Regions from separate parts of the Zea mays genome. Here region 1 is linked to region 2. The links are chromatin contacts, called in public Hi-C maps. All regions are on one chromosome and are shown on one strand. The core of a region is the stretch at or near the end of the contact, and the rest is flanking DNA. Distances in the headings are between cores, read along the strand shown. Region 1 holds the start of LOC103638703 (C2 and GRAM domain-containing protein). Region 2 holds the start of LOC100383344.

Region 1 (6,478 bases), core at 3,531-6,030, 580 kb after region 2:
TACCGCCTTAATAACTATGCAAATGGGTATTCGAACCATGTTTGTTGGCTCCAAACCCACATTCACACCCACCTTGCAACAAAACACACATGTCTTCGCTTTTATACTCTATATTTACAAATGAAAACCATGGCAACTTACGGGCATTTTGCTAGTATTTATTTATTTTGGAGGAAGATGTCTGTAGCATAAGCTATCCTTTTTCTCCATGGCTATATAGTTTGCCTATGAACTATGACATAAATATAAACAGTCCATTCAATAGTAAAGGTTGAAGAAGTAAGCAACTAGTGCAGGGCATGTCCAACTCTAAATGTACATCGCCAAGAATAAATAGACACAACCTTTTGCATTTTAGTTAGCACGCAGACTTGTTTAGTTGGAAAAAAAAGAAATATGCACACCCGTGGCCCGTGCATAATTTCTTTTAATTGAAGTGCATAATCCGTGTATATGTCATTGCTATAAAATGTTGTCTTTGGTTTTATCTTGTTGCCTAGCCATGCATCATTTTCATGGATGAAATTGATGCCATTGGTGGCCGAAGATTTAGTGAGGGCACAAGTGCAGATCGTGAGATTCAGAGGACATTGATGGAGCTTCTAAATCAGTTAGATGGATTCGATGAGCTTGGGAAGGTATGCCTTTTCTGTGCTAATGATATTAAAATGTTTTTTCATATTAATTGTCTGCTGTTCTGAGGACTGTCAGTGCTGAAGGCGCCTTTTGGTGTAGGGCTGGTGCAAGAAAGTTCCATCAGCTCTTGGTCAGGGCTTCGGCCTTGGATGTTTAGGTGTTCCTTTTGTCGATCATTTTGTTTTTTAGTGTGGGGTTTAGTGTTGGGGTATTTGCTGTTCTTGTACTCGGGACAGGTCTAACCTGTCTGTCCCCATTGTTTCTTTTTTACCTTATATGAAATGACACGCAGCTCTCCTGCGTAGTTCAAAAAAAAATTGTCCGAAAAAAATTGTCCGCTGTTCATTTCTTAGGACCAGTACGTAGTGACATGAAAGTTTTTTTCTAAATTATACACCAAGTGCTGTAGATCCATATTGCATTTGCTTGATGCAAAATCAGTTCACAATTTGTGACAAGAGAATAATTATTTTTTTTATTCCAGTCAATCTTCTGCCCTCATACAGTACACAATCAATCATTTGCCACATTGTATTTTTTGCCGACACAGTGATGCTGTAATTTTGGTGTACAAAGCTAGAGACTATAAAGATGATGCTGGTTGTTCGGTTGTTCCTTACAGCTTGTCCTAATATTTTCAGTGCTGTGTACTTGCGTAGTGTGTCACAAAAAACGTTCTTGTTTATATAGGTGAAAATGATCATGGCAACCAACCGGCCTGATGTTTTGGATCCTGCACTCCTTCGACCTGGTCGGTTGGACAGGAAGATCGAGATCCCACTGCCGAATGAACAAGGGAGGATGGAGGTCCTCAAGATTCATGCAGCTGGCATCGCAAAGCATGGGGAGATTGACTATGAAGCTGTAGTCAAACTAGCTGAGGTGAGCCAGTCTTTAGTCAATCTAGCTATGTAAATTCCTTAACATGATTTTGAGCTATCTCCTGAACCCTAACTATTGCAATAATATTACAGGGCTTCAATGGAGCCGATATGCGCAACTTGTGCACAGAAGCCGGCATGGCTGCTATCCGAGCGGAGCGTGACTATGTCATTCACGAGGACTTCATGAAGGTGCGATTGCATACCCTAGTTTTCTTGTACTAGATGGAGCTTGCTTGGTGCTAACTGTGCCCGGCCCCCTTCCCTTTGTGATGAAATTGTTCAGGCTGTGCGCAAGCTGAATGATGCCAAGAAGCTCGAGTCCAGTGCGCACTACAGTGCTGACTTCGGCAAGGATTGAACGGGGTATCAGTGTATCACCTGATCCGGAGCTGTTCTGATCATATTGCAAACTGTGTTAGGCTGTATTCATCTTATCCTGGATGGAAGAACTCTCATCCAGACGCCCTGGGAGCAAGAGCAAGCAAACTCTTGATTTTTCTAAATTCTATCTGATATCTGATAGATTCCAGGATGGTTGTGGAGGGAAATTTGGCAGTTGGATAGATTCCAGGATGGATGTGGAGGGACATCTGGCAGTTGGGTCATGGATGTAGTCTGTAGACGTCCAAATTCATGTGAAGCTCTTGTTCTTGCTTTTTATCTCTCAATACAGGGTGCGTTCTTTTGCTTATGGTATGGATACATACTCCTTTACATTATTTTAGGATATGAAAAAAAAATCAAAGAAGGCTATTTTTAATATATATTATTATATTATCATAGTAGTTTATAAAATTAGAAAGAATTCATCTGAAAAATCTATAGAGGACTAACAATACTTTAATGGTTATATATACAGATATACCTCATCGCTTATATGTGGGTAATTAATGGATTCAGACAATATTTAATATATGTAATATAGTTTATATATTAAGAGCCATGTGCTTCCAATAATTAGAGGAAATCCAGGTCGGATGGTGCAATTCGGTCGAGCCGGACCAAGTCCGGACGTCTATAAAACAAGACCCAGAGTGCTAGGGTTTAGTTTTTCATGCCCCATCCCGATTCATTAGCGACGACGCGTGCAACGATGGCGGTTGCCTGAGAGCGTGCGTGGCGGTGGATCCTCAGCTGGTGGCTGCGGTGGTCGCGGCTCCTTGACCTCGACGCGTGGTGGCAGCGGTTCCTCGATCCGGAGTAGTGGCGGCGGTTCCCAGGTCGGTGGGGGTGGCTCCTCGATCCAGAGGGCGAGCGGCAGCGAGACCCTTATGCGGGCAAGCGGCGGCGTCCCCGTGGCCCCGAGGCGACGACACTTTCAAGGCCGACGAGCAAGCGGCGCCCCTCGGCGTGCGAGTAACGACGACGGCGCACAAGGCATGAGGTTCGAGCGGCGTCACGGAAGGCGCGAAGTGCGCGCAGCGATGACCGCGCGTGACATCCTCCGATCCGGCGCAGTTCGGGCGGCCCGAGTGACGACCTACATCTGTGCTTGTGTCGTCGATGACGTCCTCCAGCCACTACCTCCTCCCATTCGTGTTTTCTTTTCGATTATTGTGTTTTATGCCTACCACATGTATTATTTACGCTAAAACTATATGATTTTATGCTTGAACACATAGTTTGTATATCAGTTTACTACATGCACATTGGAAAGACAATTCCTTGATTTATGCTGTTCATAATTACCATAAAAAATCAAATCATTTATGTTCGTAAATGCTAGATTTGTACGTCTGCCATATAACTATCCCTAATTCCGCTTGTTCGTAACTATCATAAAAAATTAAATCAAATCACTTATGTTCGTAAATGCCAGATTTTTACGTTTGCCATAAAACTGACCCTAATTTCCGCTGGCGTTCTTAGTTGGACCGATATATTATGCTACACAGTGTAATTATTTATAAGACGTTGTATAAGAATCTATGCTCTCTGTGACTCATGTCATCCAATTTTTAGCGGGTGAACTAGAAAGAAAAATATAATCCAAAATTTGCGTGCATGAAATGGGAACTCCCAGGAGTCATGTTTTTCGAATCTGACATAAAAATAGAACCGTAATAACAACCTACTAGAGCTATCAACCTTTCACATTGGCTCGGTATTTACGCTTATAACTGAGGGGTTTTATGCTCAAAACTTAAGGTTTTTAAGCTCGAACCTGAAGATGCATCCACCAGTGAACAATATACTAGATTTTTTACGAAGTGTACCACATTGTATAAATACTTACATCATGTAGCATAATTTGTATAAGTATATATCATAAATAGGTCTAACGAGCCTAGTTGCATGTTTGTTGGAGCTATCCTATATTTATGGAGGAAATAAAGCATTTAAATAAGTTTTTTTGTTTTCATGCATGTCAATCGATTTTCTTTCATCGTAAATCTTGCCATCCTAAATTTGTGCGTATGCAGCAGGAAACAAATTTTTACGCAGTGTACCGAATTGCATAAATATCTACACCGTATAGTATAATTAGTATAAGTATATATCATAAACTAGTTCTAACGAGTTTAGAGGCATTGCTATTGGAGGGATCCTATATTTACGAAGGAAATAAAACATTAAATACGATTTTTTGTTTCTATGCATGCCAATTCATTTCCTTTCATTGCACATTCTTTCCATCATAAATTTGTGCGCATGCAGCGGGTAACAGATTTTTACGTAGTATACCGAATTGCATAATTATCTACACAGTGTAGCATATTTAGTATCGATATATATATCATAAAATGGTTCGTACGAGTCTAGCTGCATGGCTGTTGCAGCAATCCTATATTTATGGAGAAAAATAAAACATTTAAAAATAGAAACCACCACACATCTGTTTCATAAATTTACGCGCATGCAAGGGAACGTGTTTGACTCATGCATGTATTTCTTTTTTTACGCGCATAGGCGTGGGGCACCCAACAGCCTGTTTGAGTCGGCGCGCCGGATTGAACCAGGTTGCAGGGGTGGTTGCTGGGCTTACTTTAACTATTGGAAGCCCAGCAGAACTCCTATTATACTTGTCCATATGTAATATATGTATTTTATATATGTGTCTATATTCATTATTACTATCTATTTAAATATAGATATAAAACTAAAAGCTAAAAGAAATACTACTATTCTACTGTAAAAATAGAAAGATATCTCTCTGTATAAAAGCAGGGAACCTCTTGCTGATCCCTAGAATATCACTTGGAAGCGCCTGCCACGTGGGTACCTTGCTTCACACCTATGTCTTGGAGCGTCTGCCAAGGGGGATAGCTTGCTTCCCACCTATGTCTTCGGAGTCGGAGCGCCTGCTGTCACGTGGATAGCTTGCACCCGTTTCTTCTGAGCGCGCTTCCCACTGAGGCCTGATATGGCTGGTTTTTGGCTTTTTGCTTCTTTCTTGATATGAAAGTGGCCATGTCACGTGGGGGTCGCTTCTTTGATTGGTTTGGTTCATTCGTCTTCAGTTTTTGGCTATGTTTGGAATGTGCCTATGTTGGTAACCTGAACCTGAAGCAGCCCATGCGGCACGGAGCTTGCCCATCCTCGTACATAGGAATCCCAGCGTTTTTTTTTCTCCCTATGCAAATGTTTAGAAACCTGAACATTTTGTCCCCACGCCTATGCCTATGTTTAGAAACCTGAAACAGCCCAGCCCATGCTGCACGAACCACAGCGGGGGAGGAAGCAATAGCTCAAAACCGTCCAACCTCTCTCCCGCTCTTTCTTGATCGATTCGCTCTATCACCGTCGCTCTTCCTTGACCGATCCGTTCATCACCGCCGCCGGCCGGGACCCTCGCATCGCATGCATGACCAAGTCGGCGGCGAGGAGCGCGTCGACGGTGTCGGAGGCGGCGGCCGCCGCCGCGGCGATGTCGCTCCCGTCCATGACGAAACCGGGGAGGAACAGCACTACGTCCGTGGAGGCGGCGACGGAGAGCGCGCTGCGGGTTACGCCGATGAAGCTGCTGGTGCGCGTGGTGGAGGCGCGTGGCCTCCCCGCCGTGCACCTCAACGGCTCCAGCGACCCCTTCGTGAAGCTCAAGCTGGGCAAGCGGCGCGCCAAGACGGCCGTGGTGAAGCGCAGCCTGTCGCCCGCCTGGGACGAGGAGTTCAGCTTCCTCGTGGGCAACGTCGCCGAGGAGCTGGTCGTGTCCGTGCTCAACGAGGACAAGTACTTTAGCAACGACCTGCTGGGTCAGGTCCGCCTGCCGCTGTCCCAGGTCATGGAGACCGACGACCTCTCCCTCGGCACCCAGTGGTACCAGCTCCAGCCCAAGAGCAAAAAGTCCAAGAAGAAATGCCGCGGTATCATCGCAGTTGCGCGCTTTCTCAACCTCTCCTTCTTTCTTCCCGCAACATTATCCACGTGGAGTGGAGTACGATGCAAATCAAATACTAGTGATTTTTCGTCTTGATCCATGACCTAGATTTGCTTGCTAAATTTTCAGGAGAAGTTTGTCTGCACGTATCGTTGTCCACAAGAACCCACGTATCCGAAGAATCACAGAGCGTTCCCCATCCTGCATCAGACGACCTGGCGTCCAGTTCAGACAGCACCATCGAGCACAAAACGCTGTCGACAACATATAGCTGCATCGACCTATCAGCCGTCCCCAGCATCGAACGAGCGTCTCGCAGCAGCTTCGAGCGATTCCCTTCCAGCATTCTGGAGCAGCCAGACCGGAGCAGCGTGGAGGACTTAGCAGCCCCTGACCCTGGTGGACCAGCAGCAGCCGCAGACACCGACGCGATGCCAACCCCGTCGTCAGTGGTGGAGGTCCTGTCCCGCTACTTCTTCAGGAAACCCGAGAACGCCACCGTGCAGCAGGTGCAGCATTCTGTCGCATCGGACACCACCGACCATCCAGTCGTCGACCGTCAGCTGCAAGAGCCAAACGCGAGCTCATCAGAAGACCGTGAGATCCCCGAGAGAGTCACGGTACCTGAGCCAAGCCTCGA
Region 2 (6,944 bases), core at 1,954-4,453:
ACAGGCGGGCAAGCAGCCGCACAACGCGTAGTTTAGCATGGCAATTCTCGGGGTGTGCAAGCGGGCGCAGTTAGCGTGGCAACCAGGCGCCCAGCGGCTGTGGACTGCAGTCAGTAGGCAGTCAGCCTAGTGTGTAGTATTTAGAGATATTGTATTGTATATGGATACTTCAGAAGATTTGCTGAAATCAGGTTTGCTGAAATCTCCAACCTAAAATCTGTTTGAGGAACGAGAACATTCAACTTCGAATAAACCAAACACCACTTTTTTCTTCTTTAAGCTTTCTGCAGTGATGTAAACAAGTATCGTTTTGCTAACGAAAGCCACCCAAACAATTGATAAATTGGTTATAGAGACAGAGATCTATTATTATTTTTAATTAGTTAATCATTTGTTTAAGCCAATTTTATTTTAATTACAATTATTGTGTCCAAATAAAGTTTATATGTGGCATTATCTATGTATTTTTTGATTTAAATTTTTTAGCCGGTATGAATAATTTTTAGTGTTATATTCGGCCATATACTCAGAGAAATTCTGGCTCCGCCACTGCTTAGGAATGCATCATTTCATATGTATATAAACATAATCTCTCCTTCGATAAAGAGATAACTATCATTTGTACATTCTCTCAAATCTTGTTATCACTGATTTACAATACATATGTAGACTAACAATTTGTTTGATAAAATAAGAATGTAGGTTGGTCCATAAAAACACAAACTAAAACTAGTTTCACAGCCGCCATTCCAGATACTGACGGAGGATGCGGAATTCGCGCACGCGAGATCGAAAAGTGAAGGTCGGCAATCGAAAAAATAATCCCACGGCCACACAAAATTTCGGAGATCGGGCCGCGGTTTCTCTGGTGCTGCTTAGGGCCCGTTTGGCAAAGCTCCAGCTCCTGCTTCTTTAGCTTCAGATCCTAATCCTCGTGATGAGCTAATTCTCCTGATTCTCATAAAAATTCAGAATCATTTTTAAAATCGTTTGGCAAGTAAACTGATTTTTGTCTTATGAGAGTTGGTGGTCTGTGGCGATTGTCTGTTTTACCCTTTGTAGTTCAACTTTGTTACAAACCAATAAGTAGGATGCATATACAGAAAAAATATGAAACAATAACATATAAAATATTCTCATCATAGTAGTGCATAAAATGGTCTCAAATGTTTAATCCATAAATTGGCTCGTTATGTTTTTGTCCAATGGCAATTGCGGGTAATTTCGATCAAACTTTAAGGAAAGGTCCATATTTGGTTGGTTGAGGAGCTGTTTTAAGGGAGGGTGGAGCAGGTTTTTTTAGATCCCACCTTTCTTCACAAAAACGACTCCCGATCTTTCGGCTCCACACGAGAATCAGTTTAAAAAAATACCCGTTTGACACGGCTTCTCCAGATCCTCGCTTAGAATCAGGAGCTGGAGCTGTGCTAAACGGGCCCTTAATATCTGCTCAGAGCTGGTACAAAAAGATCTACATGTCCTAGGCACGTCATGAAAAAAATATATGCATATCTAGAGTTCTGCAAGAATATAAAGCAACCAACAGAAAAACCGTTCATTTGTCTTAAATTCTAGCGGGGCTGGTAAGTGTAATACTTTAATGTTTAATCCAATGATCTGAGCACGGATATATATATATATATATATATATATATATATATATATATATATATATATATATATATATATATATATATATATATATATATATATATATATATATAGCGTATTCAAGCGTTATAGTAAACTACGGCCACACAGTATGCCTAAGAAAAAAATAGTTCTTAATCATAAAATGCCTGCATAAACAATTATAGTAAATTCAAATAGTCTTTTACGGTTTCTAATAAAACGAGACCCATTAATTAAAAGATAAAAATAATAATATATAGAATTAATTGAAACCAAATTCTTAGAGAAGGAACTTCTAGAATCAAGGATCTATAATAAAGTAAAATTAAGTGTAGAAATCAATGGCTATATTGCAATAGAATAAAAAAAACCTTTTGTTTCGATTTTCTTTCTTATAACAAACACACGGTACTAGCTTAACTACTCAAAGTTAATTTGAGGAAAAACATATAAAGGACTACAAATATATATTATTATATTTATTATTGAATATATATTTATGATATAACTATGTTGAGTCATAAATATTAACAATACATTTTCACAAGTTTAGTAGAACTACATGTTCTAATGATTTAGGGCCACTTGGTAGGGTTTTTTTGGAGCAGATTTGTTCACGAAGTTTTTTTTAAAGTTGCCATGATTTTATTCTTTTTTTCGGCGTATGGGATCCAAGGTGACAGTGAGATACAAAGAGATGTAGAGTTATATCAAATAATTTAGCGAGTCTTAGATCTATGGCAGAGCTGCTTCACGGTGCATCTAGATAAATATAGGATCCAGGTTCACTTCTTCTACCCGTGGAGCTCTATCAAACAAGCATTCAATATAGCTCTCACAGATTCAGATCATGAGTATGTATGTTCATTTATATTTGGAAGTGAGAGTTAAAGAAAAAATTGCTCCTCGCTCCTCTCTATCCAAAGGCAACATATTCAGTGTTCACGTGCATATTTTAAATCTAAGACATTTATCTCACATTGTGTATATGACATCCTGCCATTTGAACATAAATAGGTTCCCCTGTTCAAAACCCTCTAGCAACCTATCATCCCAAACGAAGATCTTGAGCCTACCTATCTTTTGAATTTGTTCTCCTCTAAAACCACACCGTTTTCACACACAACTTGACCCATCTAACCACGGCGCGAGCTCCACACAGCTCTGTCCCTCAGCCGCCGTAGACCGACGCCCTGGTTGCTGTCCGCTCATGGCAGCCAAGCATGTAAAACCTTGCGGCGGCCAATCATTGGTAGCCAAGGGCAAATCAGTACCCGTCCGGCAGTCCAACCGCCGTCGCGCTCACCCACCCGCTGCCCCGCGTTCCGTCGCGTAGCCCGCAGCTCGTTTCGTCCGTCCGCTCTCGGGCCCGCCCCTCCACCAACGGGCCCCACCTCCCAAAGCGACAGCCACTGCGGCAGCCGGCGGGCCAACACGGGACCCACGGCGCGTATCGCTGCGGCCACTCAGCGGACGCCACGCCGGACGCCATCACGTGCGCGCGCCGCGCGGGCTTATAAATATTCGCGGCCCCGTGGGATGTCAGTGACTCAGTGGCACGGGCGCGGACACTGCCGCTCGCGATATTTGCGAGAGAGAGAGAGAGAGGGCCCGAGAGCCGAGGACGAGTGAAGTCTGGCTGGCGTGATGCTGCTTCGGAGCGCGTCCTCGCCGCTGCTCAACTGCGGGCGCGCGCCGGCTGCGGCGGCGTCGGTCGAGCACCTCGCGGTGGTTTCGCCGTTGTTGTCACCGGCAGTGGCGGCGCCTAGGCATGGGCCGGTGCTGTGCCGCGCCATGTCCGAGGGGGACCTCGCCGCGCCGCTCGTGCCCAAGAAGGACGATGGACACGGGAGGGCGCCGAGGCTGTCCCTGTCCGCGTCCTTGTCCTCGTCCGCCTCCATCTTCGTCGAGGAGGAGGACGGCGAGGGCGAGGAGGAGGAGGACCTGGTCGCGGTCGCGGGGGCCGGCGTGGACGTGCCGCTGCCGCTGCGTCGGCTGCTGACGAACACGGGGCTGGACGTGTCCGCCGCCGCGGCGCTGGCGTTCGTGGAGCAGGGCGTCGGGGGCAGCGGCGGGGGCGGGAAGGCGTGCGGCAGCAGCGGCGGCAAGGGTGGGATCGGGGACGGCGACGGTGGCAGCAACCGCGCCGCCACGGACGCCCACTACCGGCAGATGATCGAGGCGGACCCGGGCAACTCGCTGCTCCTGGTCAACTACGCCAGGTTCCTCAAGGAGGTGGCCGGGGACGCGGCAAGGGCGCAGGAGTACTGCGAGCGCGCCATCCTCGCCAGCCCCGGCGACGCCGAGGCGCTGTCGCTCTACGCGGGCCTCGTTTGGGAGACCAGCCGCGACGCTGGCCGCGCCGAGGACTACTACAGCCGCGCCGTCCAGGCCGCGCCCGACGACTGGTCAGTGACATCACCGTGATTCTTGTTACACGCCGATATACACATATACTGTCTATTCAGATCGCGCTGACAACAGTGATCTTGCTTCCGCTTCAGCTACGTCCTGGGCTCTTACGCCGGGTTCCTGTGGGACGCCGAGGAAGACGAGGAAGAGAACTCCGAGCCCTTGCCACCGCCTTCGCTGTTCCAGGGGGCAGCTCAGCGTCCTTCCATCACAGCGGCCTCTTAGATGATCGTGAACTCGATCTAGATCTCACCACCGCCTGTGAACGAAGCTGAATCTGGAACCCTGGAGAGTGGAGAGTGACTGGGTGATAACCGTGCAGAAACCCCCGACGAGTGACTCACATCGCCGGCAGGCTCCTCGCCGCTTGTGAACTGAATCACGGCACATGTAAAACTGAATCTGGCAGAGCACACACGCGCCTAAGCCTATTAGCGTCTATAGACTTTGCAGGGCTATGTATAGTAGATATGTAGATTGAGACCCTGCTGAACTTGTACGTGCAGTATGTTCCTAGTCACTTGTGTATCATTACTAGTAATGCAGTATCCCTCGTGAAATAAACGTCAAAACCCCTTCCTGCTGCTTCATCCGAGCAGAGCATCTTCCAAGAAGAGCAGATATCGAACTGCAAGAACTGATGCACTGAATCACAAAGCTTTGCAAAATCGTGTACATATCTTACTTGGACGGCAACTTAATTGACTGGTAGCCCTGGAGAATAATATGAAATTCTGCCTGTCTGCCAACTACAAATACCTGGTATGTCAACAGAAACTAAGATAAAGAATACACGGTGTCACTTGCCACTCTTCAAGCTCCTGGTGCTGAGACTAATTCTAATACATAATACCAGCCAGCAGTTTACTGCAGAAATAGCAAAATGTGATAAAGGAAGCTGGGGCACAACTCCCTCCTTTCATAGGAGTCGGCTTGATAGGTTCCTATGCAGTAAGTCCAGGTTCGTCAGGTGTAATTTGAGCGCGGATCGGCTCTCGATCAAGACCCTTCGTCGGCGACTTGTTTTCTAGCTCTTCTGCAGATGGAACAGATGGTGCAATGTCAACTTTGGTTGTTTGCTCTGAAGGCAGTTTAGGTAGAGATTTCCGTTGGGGCTTCTTCACTGCATTTGCAGCAGGTGCTTTCTTGACACCATTTTGGGAGACCCTTTCATCGAGACTCAGTCGACCTGAACGAGCTGGAGGATTTGGATTCCCTTCTGTCCCTCCTGAGGATGTGTTCTTGGAGCGACCAAGCTTTGGTGACCTAGCTCTTGTTGTAGGTATCTAAGATCAACAGAAAATAATATAACATCCTTCAGAAGTTAGAGAGCCATAACCTTTATACCTAGTGGGTTAGTGTCAAGCTGGCTATGAAAACTTTAAGTGTGACATAACTGTAATTGGAAATTCAAAAGCAAGAATCCAGTGAAAACAAGACCAGACTAGGCTTTCGGAGCCTTTTAATTTTTTGTTTTCTTATTCAAATAGCTGTCAACTCCACAAAAGTATGGATTATGTACTTGCAATGAATTTAACATATAACTATTAACTAGGTTACAAACCTAACAATACCACAAATCGCCCAGCTAAAGAAAAGAATAACATGATCATTGGGGTAACCACTCATTTTATCTATTAAGCTGGCAATTAAGAACCTAGTTTACAACTGTACGAGTACGGAAAATTCAGGAGTGTAAGGTGCATGATCAATCTTAAACATTGTATAGGCAAAAGACTGTACTGGATTGAGCTTTTGCAAAATATGATATGTTATATTTGAGTACAAGACTGCAAAGCTCTTTTGCTGTACTACTCAATTGAGTAAAATTTTGTAGCTACAAAGAAAGAAAAAGCTCTTTTATTCGCTTGTTAAAGAATACTATACCAAGATTAAGGTTTTCAGTTCAACATGATGGTAAACTGAATTAAATAAATATTGCATTTTCTATAAGTTATGTTAACACTTAACAAGCAGAAACTCATGGTTATTAAAGCGGTAAAACGTTAAAACGTTATGAACCAACTTTTCAACGTTTAAACGTTTAAACGAACGTTGAAACGTCTTTTCAGACTTGACATAGAATTTCAAATATAGAATAAGTTCATACATAAGTTGAGTTCACAAACCAAATAGCATTACAATAAAAAGAAACAGATCAAGTTCAACAACACAAGTTCAACCACACAACACAAGTTACAACTTTTATGCATGATTAGTAACCATCATCGAACTCATCAACATTAAGACCATGAGCATACTGCCACACTGTTGCAACACACAGTAGAAATTGAAATTCACTGCCACACTGTTGCAGGCTGCAGCCACACTGGGCAGTAGAATGGAGCACTGCGCAGTGCGCACTAGCTGGTGGCTGGCGGCTTGCTAGAGCAGTGCGCACTGGCTGGCGGCTGGACCTGGGCGGTTGCGCACTAGCGGCTCGCTGGAGCAGGAGCATTGTGCACTGGGCAGCGGCGGCTCGCTGGAGTAGGAGCACTGCACAGTGGCTGGGGGCAAGGGCAACGCTGCAACGGCTGGAGCAATGCACTGGGAGGGAAGAAGGAAGAGCACTGCACTTGGCACTAGCTGGGCGGTTGCGCCTGGAGTCCTGGACCTGGAGTAATGGCGCCATGGCGCTGGCGGGTTGGCGCCTGTAGGTGGAGGGAAGAGGGAGGGGGGAGGGAGGAGGGAGGAGGGGGGCCGGTGGCGTACCAGGAGGGCGGTGGAGGACGGTCGACGGCGGCTGGCGGCTGGCGGCACCACGGCTGTGGCGTGTGGGCGCGATGCGTCTGTAGGTTGGCGGCTGGAGCACCGCACTGCGTGTGGGCGCGATGGACGCATAGACGCATTAAGGCCCATTAAGGCCCACGGACGCATAGAACGTCCATATAACGGAAAAA

The links. Hi-C and Micro-C count contacts between places; a contact is called where the count stands out from the background.
Region 1: a contact with region 2 is called in a Hi-C map of bundle sheath, with 2.6 times the contacts expected there. The contact joins the promoter of LOC103638703 here to the promoter of LOC100383344 in region 2. A contact is called at or near these places in 2 of 25 Hi-C or Micro-C datasets (bundle sheath and ear).

Annotation. Positions count from the first base shown.
Region 1 is chr9:96,740,695-96,747,172 of Zm-B73-REFERENCE-NAM-5.0, forward strand. It overlaps LOC103638703 (C2 and GRAM domain-containing protein), which reads left to right and starts at 4,781. Exons shown (of 9, transcript XM_008661542.2): 1 at 4,781-5,824; 2 at 5,968-6,478. The coding sequence starts at 5,326. It overlaps LOC100273945 (26S proteasome regulatory subunit 10B homolog A), which reads left to right. Exons shown (of 10, transcript XM_008661540.3): 7 at 501-638; 8 at 1,327-1,518; 9 at 1,611-1,709; 10 at 1,804-2,239. The coding sequence ends at 1,878.
Region 2 is chr9:96,164,914-96,171,857 of Zm-B73-REFERENCE-NAM-5.0, forward strand. It overlaps LOC100383344, which reads left to right and starts at 3,204. Exons shown (of 2, transcript NM_001176000.1): 1 at 3,204-4,040; 2 at 4,137-4,632. The coding sequence starts at 3,280. The coding sequence ends at 4,269. It overlaps LOC100192097, which reads right to left. Exons shown (of 9, transcript NM_001137520.1): 9 at 4,723-5,330. The coding sequence ends at 4,989.